Regions from separate parts of the Pan troglodytes genome. Here region 1 is linked to region 2. The links are chromatin contacts, called in public Hi-C maps. All regions are on one chromosome and are shown on one strand. The core of a region is the stretch at or near the end of the contact, and the rest is flanking DNA. Distances in the headings are between cores, read along the strand shown.

The links. A called contact is a pair of places that touch in the nucleus more often than the background predicts.
Region 1: a Hi-C map of induced pluripotent stem cells shows a contact between it and region 2, with 1.7 times the contacts expected there. The contact joins two enhancer-like sites. A contact is called at or near these places in 4 of 7 Hi-C or Micro-C datasets (blood, induced pluripotent stem cells and stem cell-derived neural progenitor cells) and 1 of 1 other capture datasets (stem cell-derived neural stem cells).

The regions. Positions count from the first base shown.
Region 1 is chr6:78,785,537-78,792,260 of NHGRI_mPanTro3-v2.0_pri, reverse strand. The region is part of intron 4 of AUTS2 (activator of transcription and developmental regulator AUTS2); the gene reads right to left. Among named protein-coding and RNA genes, the nearest start is that of AUTS2, 560 kb to the right of the region's middle. Within about 2 kb of position 3,515, at least 2 of the 24 cell types and tissues checked have an H3K27ac peak or open chromatin away from gene starts, as enhancers often do. A contact at or near this core is called in induced pluripotent stem cells, where this site is marked.
Region 2 is chr6:78,667,907-78,675,022 of NHGRI_mPanTro3-v2.0_pri, reverse strand. The region is part of intron 2 of AUTS2 (activator of transcription and developmental regulator AUTS2); the gene reads right to left. Among named protein-coding and RNA genes, the nearest start is that of AUTS2, 440 kb to the right of the region's middle. Within about 2 kb of position 5,147, at least 2 of the 24 cell types and tissues checked have an H3K27ac peak or open chromatin away from gene starts, as enhancers often do. A contact at or near this core is called in induced pluripotent stem cells, where this site is marked.

The DNA.
Region 1 (6,724 bases), core at 2,266-4,765, 120 kb before region 2:
AAACTTTATTAGTGGATTTGTCTATTCTTCCTATAATTCTATTAGTTTTTGCTTTATGTATTCTGAAGCTCTGTTATTGTGTACATAGGCCTTTTTCTTGATGAATTCTTGTTTTCTTGATGGACTGATCCCTTTATCACTATATTGTGTGTGATACCATGCTTTATACTTGGTAATATTGTGAAGTCTACTGTATGGATATTAACAAAACCACTTCTGTTTTTGTTTTGTTTTGTTTGTTTTTGTTGAGAGTCTCCCTCTGTCATCCAGGCTGGAGTGCAGTGGTGCAATCATGGCTCACTGCAACCTCTACCTCCCAGGTTCAAGTGATTCTCCTGCCTCAGCCTCCAGAGTAGCTGGGATTACAGGCATGAGCCACCACACCTGGCTAATTTTTATACTTTCAGCAGAGACAGGGTTTCACCATGTTGGCCAGGCTGGTCTCAAACACCTGAACTCAAGTGATCCAGCCGACTTCTAAAGTGCTCAGATTATAAGCATAAGCCCAGACCACTCCAGTTTTCTTTTGATTAGGGTTTGCACGACATACTGTTTTCCATCCTCTTTGCTTTAAAATAGTCATGGCTCTGTATTTAAAATGGGTTTTTTGCAGGCAGCACAAAATTGGGTTTTACTTTCTATCCAATTTTATAATCTCTGCTTTTTAACTGACCAATTATATTTAGTGTAATTATTGCTAAGGATGATATGGTATCTATGTACTATCATACTTTAAAATAAAGTCATCTGTTCTTTTGTTCCCTTCTTTCTTAATTTTTTTGCCTTCTTTTGTATTAGCTGAGCATTTTTATGATTTCATTTTATTGGCTTGTTAATTATATCTTGTACTTTATCTTTTTCCCCAATGGCTGCTCTAAAATTCACAATATACGTTCTTAACTTATCATAGTCTACTTTGAAATGTTATTATACTATTTCATGTATAGTACAGAAACCTTACAACAGTATATTTCCATTTAAACCTTACAACAGTATATTTCCATTTCCTCCCTCCCATCCTTTAAGGTATTATTGCCAAAATTTTATTTTAACATGTTATAAACCCCATAATATAGAATTATTATTTTTGCTTTAAACCAGCACCAGATAGTAAATAATTTAGACTTTGCAAGCCATATATGCTCTCTGTTGCATATGCATTAATTATTCTATATTTAAAAAAAAATTTTTACAACCCTTAAAATAAATTATTTGCTCATGGGCTGCACAAAACAAGCCTGATGTTAGATTTGACTCATATTGGTCCATTCTCACACTGCTATAAAAAACTACCTGAGACTGGGTAATTTACAAAGAAAAGAGGTTTAATCGACTCATGGTTCCACAGCCTTAACAGAAATTATGACTGAGAGGCCTCAGGAAACTTATAATCATGGCAGAAGGTGAAGGGGAAACAAGCACGTGTTACCACAGGGGAGCAGGAGAGAGCAAGCAAGCAGGAATTGTCACACACTTTTAAACCACCAGATCTCATGAGAACTCACTTGCTATCATGAGAACAGCAGTGGGGAACTGCCCCCATGATCCAATCACCTCCCACCAGGCCCTTCCTCCAACACGTGGGGATTACAATTTGAAATGAGATTTGGGTGGAGACACAGAGTCAAACCATACCAGGCTCATTGTCAACCCATACTCTAATCTCATTTCAAAAGATTAGAAGAAAAAATGTCTTGTCTATTTATTCATATTTTTATATTTCTGGTGTCCATCATTCCTTTGTGTAGAACAAAATGTTCTTTCTATAGAGCAGCGTACTCCTGCTATCTGAAGAGTTTTCCTACTGTCTGAAGAGCTTCCTGTAAGCTCTTCAGATAGACCTGTTCTGCTAGCAAAACTTCTCTTGCTTCATCTGACGAAGACTTAATTTACTTTCCGTTTTGCAATATATTTTTCCTGGATACAGTATTCTAGGTTGAGGGTATTTGTTCTTTCAGTTTTTTAAAGATGTCACTCCAACTCTTTTCACTAACATAATTTCTGACATAAAATGTACTGAGCTTTTATGTATTATACCTCTGCAGGAATATTTATTTTTTTCTCTGTCTTCAAGACTTCTTCTTTATCTTTGATTTTCAGCAGTCTGACTTCAGTGTACGTAGGTATGCTTTTCTTCATATTTATTCTGAGTCTGTGGTTGGCTATCTTTCATTTTGGAAAATTCTCAGCCATTATCTCTTCTAGCGTTTCTTCTAGCCTATTTTCTCTCTCTTGAAGTATGTTAGGCTGTTAGGAAATTTTCTACGGCAACGCTCCATTTTTTATTTCCACTCTTTTTGCTCTATTTCAGTTGAAAGGCTTTATTAGCCTATCCTCAAGGTCACTTATTCTTTCCTCTATCGTATCAAGTCTGTTGATAAACCCACAGAAAATTTTTTCATATATGATATTGTTTTTCATTTCTAGCATTTTCTGACTCTTACAGATTCCATCACTCTACTAAAATTCCACATCGCGATTTATGTATATTGTCCACCTTTTCCATTAAACCTTTTAATACAGTAATCATAGTTATTTCAAGGTCCCTGTCTGAAGTTTGCATGTCAGATTTTGTTGACTATTTTACATCTTGAACAGTCACCTTTTTTTTTTTATCTTACGTGAGTGTGTCTATGTCATAATTTTTTTAATTGAACCCAAACTTTATGTATAAAAGAAACTCAGGTAAATAATATTTCTATCTGGAAATGGGTAACTACTTCTTTCAAGCTGTTAGCATGGGGGGACTGAATAAATCTACTCAGTAGTTGAATTGTGTCTGTATTTTACTGTTGCTATAACTAGTGTTGATGCACCACAGGATAAAAATTCCTCCTCTGATAGACTGCTGTGACATAGTCTTTTGTGAGTCTAGAAGATTCAAAACAGAGGCCAACTGAGGGTCTAATCATGAGAAAAACATCAAAAAAAATTTTAATCCAACCAATAGAAGAACATTCTCTAAAATACCTGACCAGTACTCCTTAAAACTATCATCAAAAAGAAGAACTATCTGAGAAACTGTCACAGTCTACAGGCACCTGAGGAGATACAATGACTAAACATACAACATAGTATCCTACTTTAGATAGGATACTACAACAGAAAAAGATCAGTAAAGTATAAACTAAGAAAATTTGAATAAAGTATGTACTTCATTTAATAATGTAGCAATATTGGTTTACTACTTACAACAATTACATCTACTTATAACAACTACATCTTACAAGTGTAAGATGTAACAACAGGGAAAACTAGATTGATTTTATACGAGAATTCTACCTGCATAACTTTGTAATCTAAATCTATATAGAAATGAAAGTTTATTTTATTTTTTGCTGTCAAAAAGGTTTTCTCAGTGTTCATGATCCACCCTAAACTTACAGTAGGACCTAAGTAGGACCTGCACATAAGCATTGCAGGGTGTCTGCGTTTCTTCCCATGCTCTTGCCACTCCTCTAGCAGTAGACTGCAAGCCTGTTACTGTTTCTTTGTTATGGTTGAAGGCTCTTGGAGGGGGGAAGGAGAATTTCTCAGTTCTCCTGCTCCAAGCACAGTCTTAGCCTAGCCCTGCACATCTGGGACTCAAGTACATGACTTTCTTAGCATTTCTTCCTCCACCCCAATGACATGTAATCTCTGCTTCCTACTCAGTTCAGGGTATGAAATACAATCAGTTTTCTTCCCCACATCCCTCCCATGGGGAAGCCAAGTTTTGCCTTGTATTGGTGGAATATCTCGGGCATGAGAAAGTTTCCTGTTCCTCTACCAGAGGTAGAGGATCAGTGCATCAGTGCAGAATTGTGGGCAAAATGATCTCTCTCAACTGCAAATGACGTTTGCCCCATTTCTTTGCAAAGCAGGGGGAGATTCATAGTCCTTCCCCCACAGCAGCTAATCTTTGTTAGGACTAGAATGGCAAACAGGTTTCTTGCCTCTCTCCCAGTAGCATATGGCTTTTGCATTGTATCTGAGAAGTGTCTGGGGAATGGGCATGACAGAGCGAAATCTAAATTTCAAATTTCTGGTTCAGTATCAATTGCTAAAGATATCTAAAGATCTCTCCCTCTCCTTCTCCCTCCCCCTCTGCCCCCCCCAACCACAACCTAACACTCATCTTTGGTATGAATGTGCCTAGCATCAGTTTGGAACATTCTACTGGCTTAGTTTCTACATGCTAGACTTACTCGTATGAACTCTCTGAGCTCTGGGAACATCTCGTCCTGGGTGTTTAAACATATGAACTATGCTGTCCCATTCCAGCCTCAGTTAACTTATCTAAACCAAACCTCATAGCTGGCAGCCATGAGGTGGCTGCACACCACTCCTCTCTATTGACCCTCTCCCAAACCTGATCCTGCCTAGCCAGCCCTCCCTGTCACAAGAAAGGCAAAGTCATCTCTTTTAAAAAAAGCAAACCTCTTCCTGGTCCTCTCCCCACCTAGTATAACATTTTGCGGTAATTACAAACCAAATAAACACAGCCATTATAAGTAGTTCAATTCAGTATCATGAAATTATTTCTTAGCTTCCAATTTATTTATCGTTCTATCAATATATATGCATGGAAAGAATATAAAAGAGCATATAGAGAGCATTTTCAAAGAGGTTTACCAAATGTTAACGCTGGTTATTTCTGTGAAAAGGGTAAGATTTGCACTGATGTGCTCACATTTTCTTCGTACATTTTTCTACCACGTAAATATTTTATAATAATGGGGCATCATTTTTATAAAAATATGCTTTCGTTTAATAATACAATTAAAGACAGTAATCAGATTGGGAGTCTCTTGGCTCTGATTTATAGTAGCAGTCTTAGGTGGTTTGAGAAAATTAAAGAGTTAACACAGTGGAAGAAGACTCTCAAAGACATTGACTGCACAAGAACCAAGAAGGGGAACAACATAGAATTTTAAACTTCATGATCAGGTGCACAAACTAAAGGTTCTCCTTTATTTCTTAAATCTATCCAGAATAGGAAATTCTACACTGTTGATTTTTTTTAATTAAAAATTGTCCTCTTAAAAATATTGTCCTCAATTTTATATTTTTTATCTGATCTTGGAATAAAGCTGATTTCATCAGAGGCCGTTAATCCTTCACTCAAAAACCAAAAAATGAATAATCATTCTCCTAGTAATCCTATCAAGGAGTATGCCAGTAACTATTGTACATAAATGTATTTAGGAAACCCCCTTCAATAACTCCAACAGTATTTTTCTTTGACAGGAAATACTGCCCCTGTAATTCCTTTTAGAAAAGTTTGTAAAAAATTACACCACGAGGCCACTGGATGTCACTGCAGGTTTATGGAGTGTTACCCACTGGGGCTTAAGCTGGGCTATAAATAAAGGGACTCTTAAAGTACTCGAAAGGGGCTGGGAAGTAAGTTGTCAGCCTCTAAGGATATATGAGTATAGCACTGATGCACTGGTGGTACAAAATATGCCAATGATAAGACCTTTCTACAAATTTGTGACCGAAATAGCTGAAGAAAAGGTGGGGAACAAATAATCTAAGGTTAACCGATCTAGTTGCCAAGTGTAAGAATAAAAGGCCATAAACCTAATCTTGCCAATCAAAGAAAATGAGAAATTTGAATGTAAGCAGGCATTAAAAAGTCAAGGTTGGTGACCTGTTCCTCCAAAAGCGACTTAAAAAACAAAAACAAAAAGCTTTCATCAAGGATAAGCTGGGATCACCCTAAGAAACTGGTGTAAAAGAAAGAACATCCCATTTAGAGACCAGTGTCGCATATTTAACATAGAATAAAGATTGCATCACCTACTATCTCATAAGCCTTAGAATTTTCAGTGAAAAAAAAAAAAAACTAGCAAGAAAAATTGGGGGAAAGATTCATTAAACAAGCACAGCAAATTAAATAGGAAATGTCAGATGTCCCCACAGGGGAAGTCAGATGCTTGATTTTACTCCTGTTTCCTTTATAACCTCTCTAAATCCCCAAAGAAGTTACTGTTAAAAAACTCAAAAACAGGACTTTGTCTTCAAGGGTAAAAAAAGGAGAGAAAGAGATAGATTTAAAGCAAAATAACTGCCTAATTCCCACGGAAATAGAACTCCATGGGATTAGTTTCAGCATCATTATATCAGGAACGCACAAGTTCTGTTTCCATATTGATTAATTCCAGCCGAGTTGAAATTTGCATGCAATTTACAATCATTCCCTTCCACAAATGTCTTCATTTAGTAGTATTTTGAGCCTGGCATGACAAGATTATTGCAAATCACAGCTCCATCAAAGAAGAATCTGCTAAAAAATCACAATTTCATTGGAAATGCTGCAAAAAGCAATGATTGGTTTAGGAAGAATAAACACAGTTTTATGTAGCTAGTATATTATTCTTCAATTCACCAGTGTCAGATATTGATGAAGGCCCTTTCACAAATGTCTTCATGTTAGTGAATAGAAGCACAGTGTCTGACACTCACAGCCATGAGTAGAAAAGACAACAAAAACAAGATGCATTTTGGGTGATAACTGTCAGAAAGCTTACACTTGTGTGAAAAGAAAGAACTCTTTGTTAAGACCATCTTTTCTGAGCATCAAATTTAGTCACTGTGCCACCTAACAAGCCATCACAGACATCTATGAGACTAACTTTGGCTAAATGGGGAATTGTTTAATGAGTTAGAAGTTATTCTTCCAATGGGCCTTCAAGTAGGTGAAATCTGACATCAAAGTCCTCAAGTCAAGAACTCACAC
Region 2 (7,116 bases), core at 3,898-6,397:
ATACTTCCTTTCACCGAAGTATTCTAAATAAAAATGAATATGACAACACTACTGGATTGTTCATTGAAATGTGACTATATAAATTAAAAATTTGAAACAGCCTATAAGTCAGCCTGTAAGTCCAACAGCAAGGAACTGGTTAAATAATGCATGATGGGAGTGTCAGTCTATTTAACTAGCCCACTCAAAAATGACTACTGAGGATGGTGGTGGTGTGTACCTATAGTCCCAGCTACCTGGAGACTGAGACAGGAACACTGCTTGAACCCAGGAGTTCAAGACCAGCCTCATCTCAAACTAAAAGAAAACCCCACAAAACATGACTACTTACTAATATTTAATGATGCACAGATAGTAAGTTTTTTAAAAAAGTCAAGGACAATATGCACAGAGAGATCCTATTTTTGCTATTTTGGGTACGTACAATTTAAGCCAAGATATCACTGGGTGGTCAGACTATGGATATTTTAAATTTTCTTCTTTTATTTATCAATCAACTTTTCCACAAACAATGCACATTAATATTACAGTAAGAAAAACGGTTTTGACAAGGACCTCAGGTCTCACCTTTCTCCTGTTTACATTTAACCTTTGCAAATATGATGATTTGCAAAATTTCAAGGTATAATAGGTATACTTCTGGACACATCCAAAAGCCACTAATGTGACACATGCAGCTCACACACAAATGAATTAATTCAATCAAAACACATTCTCTGAGCATCTATTTGCCAAGTGCCATTTTGAGGTTGGGGATGTAAAAATGACTAAAGTTACTTCTCTTTCCTTTAGGAGTTCACAGTCTATACAGAATGAGTGAAAGGCAAGTGATAATTACTCGAAGTGAGATATAAGTACTAATAGAAATATGTACAAAATCTTATGGGTTCAAGGATGGAGCTATTAGCTGGGCCATGGAGGTTCAGGAACTGGGTGTTAAAGAAAAATCCAGAGCTTGTTAAGGGGACAAAGAGGAGCCATGCCTTGCAAACACAGGAAACAGCATGTGTGATGTAATGGAGATACAGAAAAGCCCGGGAAGTGAGGAGAACAGCAAACAGCTGGAGACACGAGGAATGCATGTTGCATGAGAGACAACAGCATTAACTTTTGTAAAGGAGACTAACAAAGTACAGAAAAAAACCCTAAAGGGCCTTGTAAGGCATGCTAAGGTGTTTGGAAATCCCCCAGAAGCACAGTGGAGAGGCTTATTATTTTATACCATCTACCTCCCATGACTTCAGCTATCACCTTTAGATCATGACTACCTCAAGTACGCCTCTAGCCAAGACACTCTCCCATACAGCAGACCCATGCTCCCAATAGTGTACTTAATATTTACCATATTCTCCTTGAAGTCTAAGAGCTCCCCTTTAAGATGTCCTATGTCAAGCGTTGTATCAAATCTTCAAGGCTACTCTACTCTACTCTGGAAAATCAAGCCAGAACCATCATCATCTTACATTTTTTCCTCCCACACTTCTGCACTTAAAACTTGGAGAATTTCCTTAAAATCCTACCTCTTCCTCACCTAGCACACACTCTTTAGTGTAAGTTTCTCCCCATATCTTGATTAGATACCGCAAAGTTTCTTACAGTCTCTCCTTGTTATTATACCATCTATGTCCCAATACCAATACTAAGAGTGATCTCTCCAAATAACAAAGCCCAACGCTCCACTCACTCCCTGGTGTCAAAGCCTCTGTAAGCTCACACTGCACACCTTGTAAAATGCAAAGTCCAAGCCCAAGTCATGCTCTTTATGAACTTTGCTTCAGCTTCTTAATATCCCAACATTTGGTTCAGCTCTATGCTAATATCACCTCATGTTATAAAGGCAAAGTGGCAGTAAAAACATAAAAAATAGGGAAAGTGTCTCTGCAATTGCTATTTAGTACAGCACTGTGCTGTACTACAATATATATCCCTTAGTGTGTATCCCCTGTGAGCTCTGTGAGGGTTAGCATTCTGCCTGGAATACTATAGGTGTTCAATAAATTTTGACTAAGTGAATAACTTTTAAAAGCCAAGTAAAAGAAGGTCCTGCAATTAAAATTATAAACTTTTACATCTAAAGAGGCAGTACTGGCCTGTATAAGAGTTTTGAAGACATATTTCTTTAATACCATCCTCTACTCAAAAAAGATTATATTCCATGGGGTAATTTCATCTAGACATCCCATCACGAACATCAATTCCACCATAACAAACTTATATCACAGATCACCCCCGAACTGCTAATCAGCATAAAAGACTTGTTATACCTACAGTGCTGTACAGAGTCTAAACCAGATTACAAATTTTATTCGGCACAATAAAAAACCAACTGGTTCTCAGGTTATCTAGCCCTATTAAGAACACAATGGAATGACTTATTAAACTTGGGTTTAAATGCACACATACACATTGCTCTAAAATTCAAACAATTCTAGGACAATATAGCACCACCACTTTTGGACACAAGATTAAGAGGTCATCATCTCTTTATCAGAGCATAATAAACACAAAAATAACTTCCAAAGACTCAAAATTGCAGACCAATATACCTGGTGACAAAGAAACATGATAAAAAGAAATATAGTACTACTGAATTTATATCAGGTAGAAAATTGGTTTAATTGACAATTACTACAAGTTTTATTTTATGGAATGTTCTCATCATATGTTCCAATAAATGAGCTCCCTTCTTTGCTCATTTAACTTTCCCATTTTTAATTACTGCCAGTTGTTTCTGAGTTTCAACAAAATTCAGACTAATTACTGAAAGCCAACAGCTTCCATTTGCTTGAGAATAGAGTCCAGGTTCGAATAATCTATCAAAAAGTTGTACGTATTTTAACAAGATAAGAACAATAACATCTATCTCTATAATAGCTAGCACTTACATAGTACTTATGTAGTATGTGCGAATCCTAGCATGTGCTTTATACACTTTGTTTTATTTAATATGAGGAAGATATTAAGGTGTATCCATTTTACATGTAGGGAAGCTGATGCACAGGGAAGCTAAATAACTTACTTCCTATTATACAGACAGTAAACAACCAAGCTGGGATTCCAACCTAGAGTTCATGCTCTTAACCTCTACACCCTATTAGATGAGAACTTTCCTTTAAGATACTGAGAGGTAGACTTGACAAGTAAAGAGGAATATTTTAATAGACAGTATTCCAGTCAATATTTCCTTATAAATCTTGAGGCAATAATTTCATCTATATGTTGTTGCTAATTTTGGTTATTAATATTTTATCAGGAAGCACAGAATATTCCTTTAAACATATAACTTTGAAGGTTTTACTGAGTGTACTCATCTGTTATTCCCTTCATTGGACAACAGAACTTTAAAACAGCACTGGCCAATAATAATGTGAGTTGCAAGGCCAGGCACAGTGGCTCATGCCTGTAATCCAGCTCTTTGGGAGGCCGAGGCAGGCGGATCATGAGGTCAGGAGTTTGACACCAGCCTGGCAAACATGGTGAAACCCTATCTCTACTTAAAAAAAAAAAAAAAAAAAAAAAGGTAGAAAATTAGCTGAGCATGGTGGCATGCGCCTGTAATCCCAGCTACTCGGGAGGCTGGGGCAGGAGAACTGTTTGAACCTGGGAGGCGGAGGTTGCAGTGAGCCGAGACTGCACCACTGCACTCTAGCCTGGGTGACAGAGCAAGACTCTATCTTGAAAATAAATAAAATAAAATAAAATATAATATAATAAAATAATGTGAGTTGCAAATGTGAGTCACATTTGCAATTTTAAGGTTTTTCTAGGAGTCACATTTTAAAAAGTAAAAGCAAGGTAAAAATAGGTATAAAATTAATTTTGATGATACAGTTTATGTAACCCAATGTATCTAAAATATAATTACAATGTGTAATTAATTTAAATGATTAAAGAGGACCTATAAATTCTTGCTTTCATACTCAAGCTCCAAAATCAAGTGTGTATTCTAGACTTACAGCACACCTCAATTAGAACTGGTCATATTTCAAATGCGCAACAGTCGCATGTGGCTAGTGTCTACAATCCTAAACAGCACAGCTTTAAAACAAATATCCAGTTTTGTAGTTAAAGTAAATCTAAAAAGATTGCTCTGTTCACACACTTCCTTCATAAACTTTGCCCCAGGATTAACTATCTTCTTTAAACTACAATGAAAAAGATCACATCTATGTAATACCTTCTAATGGCAGTGATGATAAAACATTAACTGTACTAACTGAAATATACCAGTCAGCAGTTCACAAGTCTAACGTGTCCAATCAGAATAGGTCCAGTAACACTTTCCGTAGGTCCAGTCTCATCACCTAATTTCTCTGTAGGGCCAAACATAAGGTTCGAAAAAAAGAGCTAAGTTAAAAAAAAAAAAAAAAAAAACATGCTATGGGTTTCTTTAAAAACATGCTCCGGTTAAGTCAAATTGTCTTCATTTCCAACCAGAAAACATTTCTCTCTTGACATAGTTGTCTACATGGAATACAGTTGAATCTGGTCATCTTACCCTGACATTTTCTTCAGTTAAAAGTCTAAATCACCCAAAATTTCCAGTCTGTATTTTCTCTCTCAGCGGTCAATCTGACTCTATCAACATGAGATCTGTGATGGTGGCGGAGGCTATAAAAAGGAACGGGTCTCCCATGGATAGCAAAGGCATTTGTTTTCACTTATATTTCATTTACTCATCAATTAAGTACATATTAACCCTACCACCCTATAATCTTGAAAATGTAAAAATTAATTTGAGATTTTTTCTCCCACTTAAGAGTAGGAATAACATCTAGTACAAACAGAATCTAACACACGCTGGATTATATTATTTACTCAGTAAAAAGCAATTGACTGTTAGTGATACCCATCCCCAGGCCACCCCAAAAAAGGCAGAGGGTGGGGGGAAGGAGAATGTCAAAACAAAAGGCCTATGCTAGAAAATTTCCAGGGAAAAAGAACAAACATCCTCTTTGGGAATTACTCTAGGCAACACAGCAAAGAATTATAGCACATAAACTGAGGTTACATAAACACTGTAATAAAATTCAGGGCTTGATTTATGGAAGCAGCCTGTCTCATGCTTACTTCTACAGAGAGCTGTGGCTCAGCCTGGAGGACCTGCGCCTGGAAACCAGCACACCAGTCCCAACACCTCTCCAGCGGCAGGAGGAGGGGCTGTGCTGGGAGCTGTTGTGCCTTCCAGTCAATGGCCTGTGGATGGGCATGAGAGGAAAGGAGGGAGGGCTGGCTAAAAACACCACACGCCAATACTTCTTCTTTTAAAGATGGAAATAATGAGATTTCACTTATGCACTCATAGCTCCAGTCTAGAGAGGGCTCTCCACCCCTACTCCCACCCTTCAACTCATATCACCACCAAGAGAATACATAGAGCAGTGAAATGCAAAGGGGAGGCCGGGCCCAGTGGCTCACGCCTGTAATCCCAGCACTTTGGGAGGCTGAGATGGGCGGATCACCTGAGATCGGGAGTCCGAGAGCAGCCTGACCAACATAGAGAAACCCTGTCTCTACTGAAAATGCAAAATTAGCCGCGCGTGGTGGCGCATGTCTGTAATCCCAGCTACTCGGGAGGCTGAGGCAGGAGAATTGCTTGAACTCAGGAGGTGGAGGTTGTGGTAAGCCAAGATTGAGCCACTGCACTCCAGCCTGGGCAACAAGAGTGAAACACTGTCCAAAAATAAAAAAAAAAAAGGAAGGAAGGAAGGAAGGAAGGAAGGAAGGAAGGAAGGAAGGAAGGAAGGAGGCAAGGAGGGAGGGAGGGAAGGAGGGAGGGAGGGAAGGAAATGCAAACGGGAGAGAGCATTTAGTACCAAATCCAATGCATTCAGAAAATGAAGGAGCTTCAAAATTTGCAAAGAAAACATTGTCTGTTCTTCATAAAATATAATTGTAAAAGGAGAAGCAGCCTTATGAAATCTGTGTCATAATTATGTCCAACGTTTCTGTATTATTCAAGGGAGAGGAGGGGAGGGGAGGGCAAAGCTCACAGAGATAAGTCTTACAATATGACCCTGGCATTTTTATTAAATAAAGCTAATTCTATCTTCCAAAAGGATGTTTTATTGTTATGTGCAGCAAAGAGGCGAGCTTGGCTATGGATCTGCCCCATTTATGCATAATGACATCAGAGGTCATCCATAATTTCCTTCCAAGTCAGCCTTGGGAATAGTCAGGAAAGGTTCTTTAAATTTTATTTTTGTAAGTTAATTTGATAAATCTATAGTTCAACAGACTGTCATGAAACACTTTAAGCTCTGCAAGGTTTTTTTTTTTTTTTTTTTTTTTTTTTTTAGTGAGTGTGCCCTTCTGCTTATAGCTCTACTTTTACATATAAAATAATTCCAAAATGTGTCAGATAATTAGACTGGGCCGTGAGAATGCTGAAATCATATTGTTGCAATATGTCTCCAAGCAAAATACTGGCTGAACTCTATAAGAAGCATGTAGGTTTCTATCAGCTGGTTTATTAGGCTCACCTCACAGCAAATGTGCAACTGGAAAGAACCACAAGACCTCAAATAAACAGCTTCATGTCTGAGTCAGTGACCTTTTACAAGCATTCGTAAAGACTTCATGCAGAATAGAGAGGTGTCACTGGTGAGCCTGGGCTAAAACAGATTCTCCCGAAGAAAGTTCCAGAATAAGATTGTGAAATAGAACTAAACAGTGCCATCTGGTGCAAGAAAAACAGGGAAAAATATTAGCTATAGGACGACGAGGCAGTGCCTTACTTTAAACCTCTATTCATATTAGAACTTGCTTTACTTTTTTTCAGAGAAAGGTTCCAGTATTTAATGCACAATTTTTTTACACATTTAAAATAATGAGGAAAAAATTGGAAACAGTATTACTAAGTTTTCCATCAACCTAAACCATCAGCAATTAAGCTACACAAACTTAAAAACCATTATCACTCCTGGCTCCAGTTTTGATAGGCTCTGCCTCATCTGTTTCAACAGGAACCTTGAAAGTCTTATTATCAATTTTTTTATCCTTTGAATTCCTCTTTAGTTTAGCAAACTATTTCAATATGTATCTCCTCTATTCCTCTTTTCCTCCAAGAAATAATGCTGTTCAAGTAAGATTGTTCTAATAATTATAATTTATGCT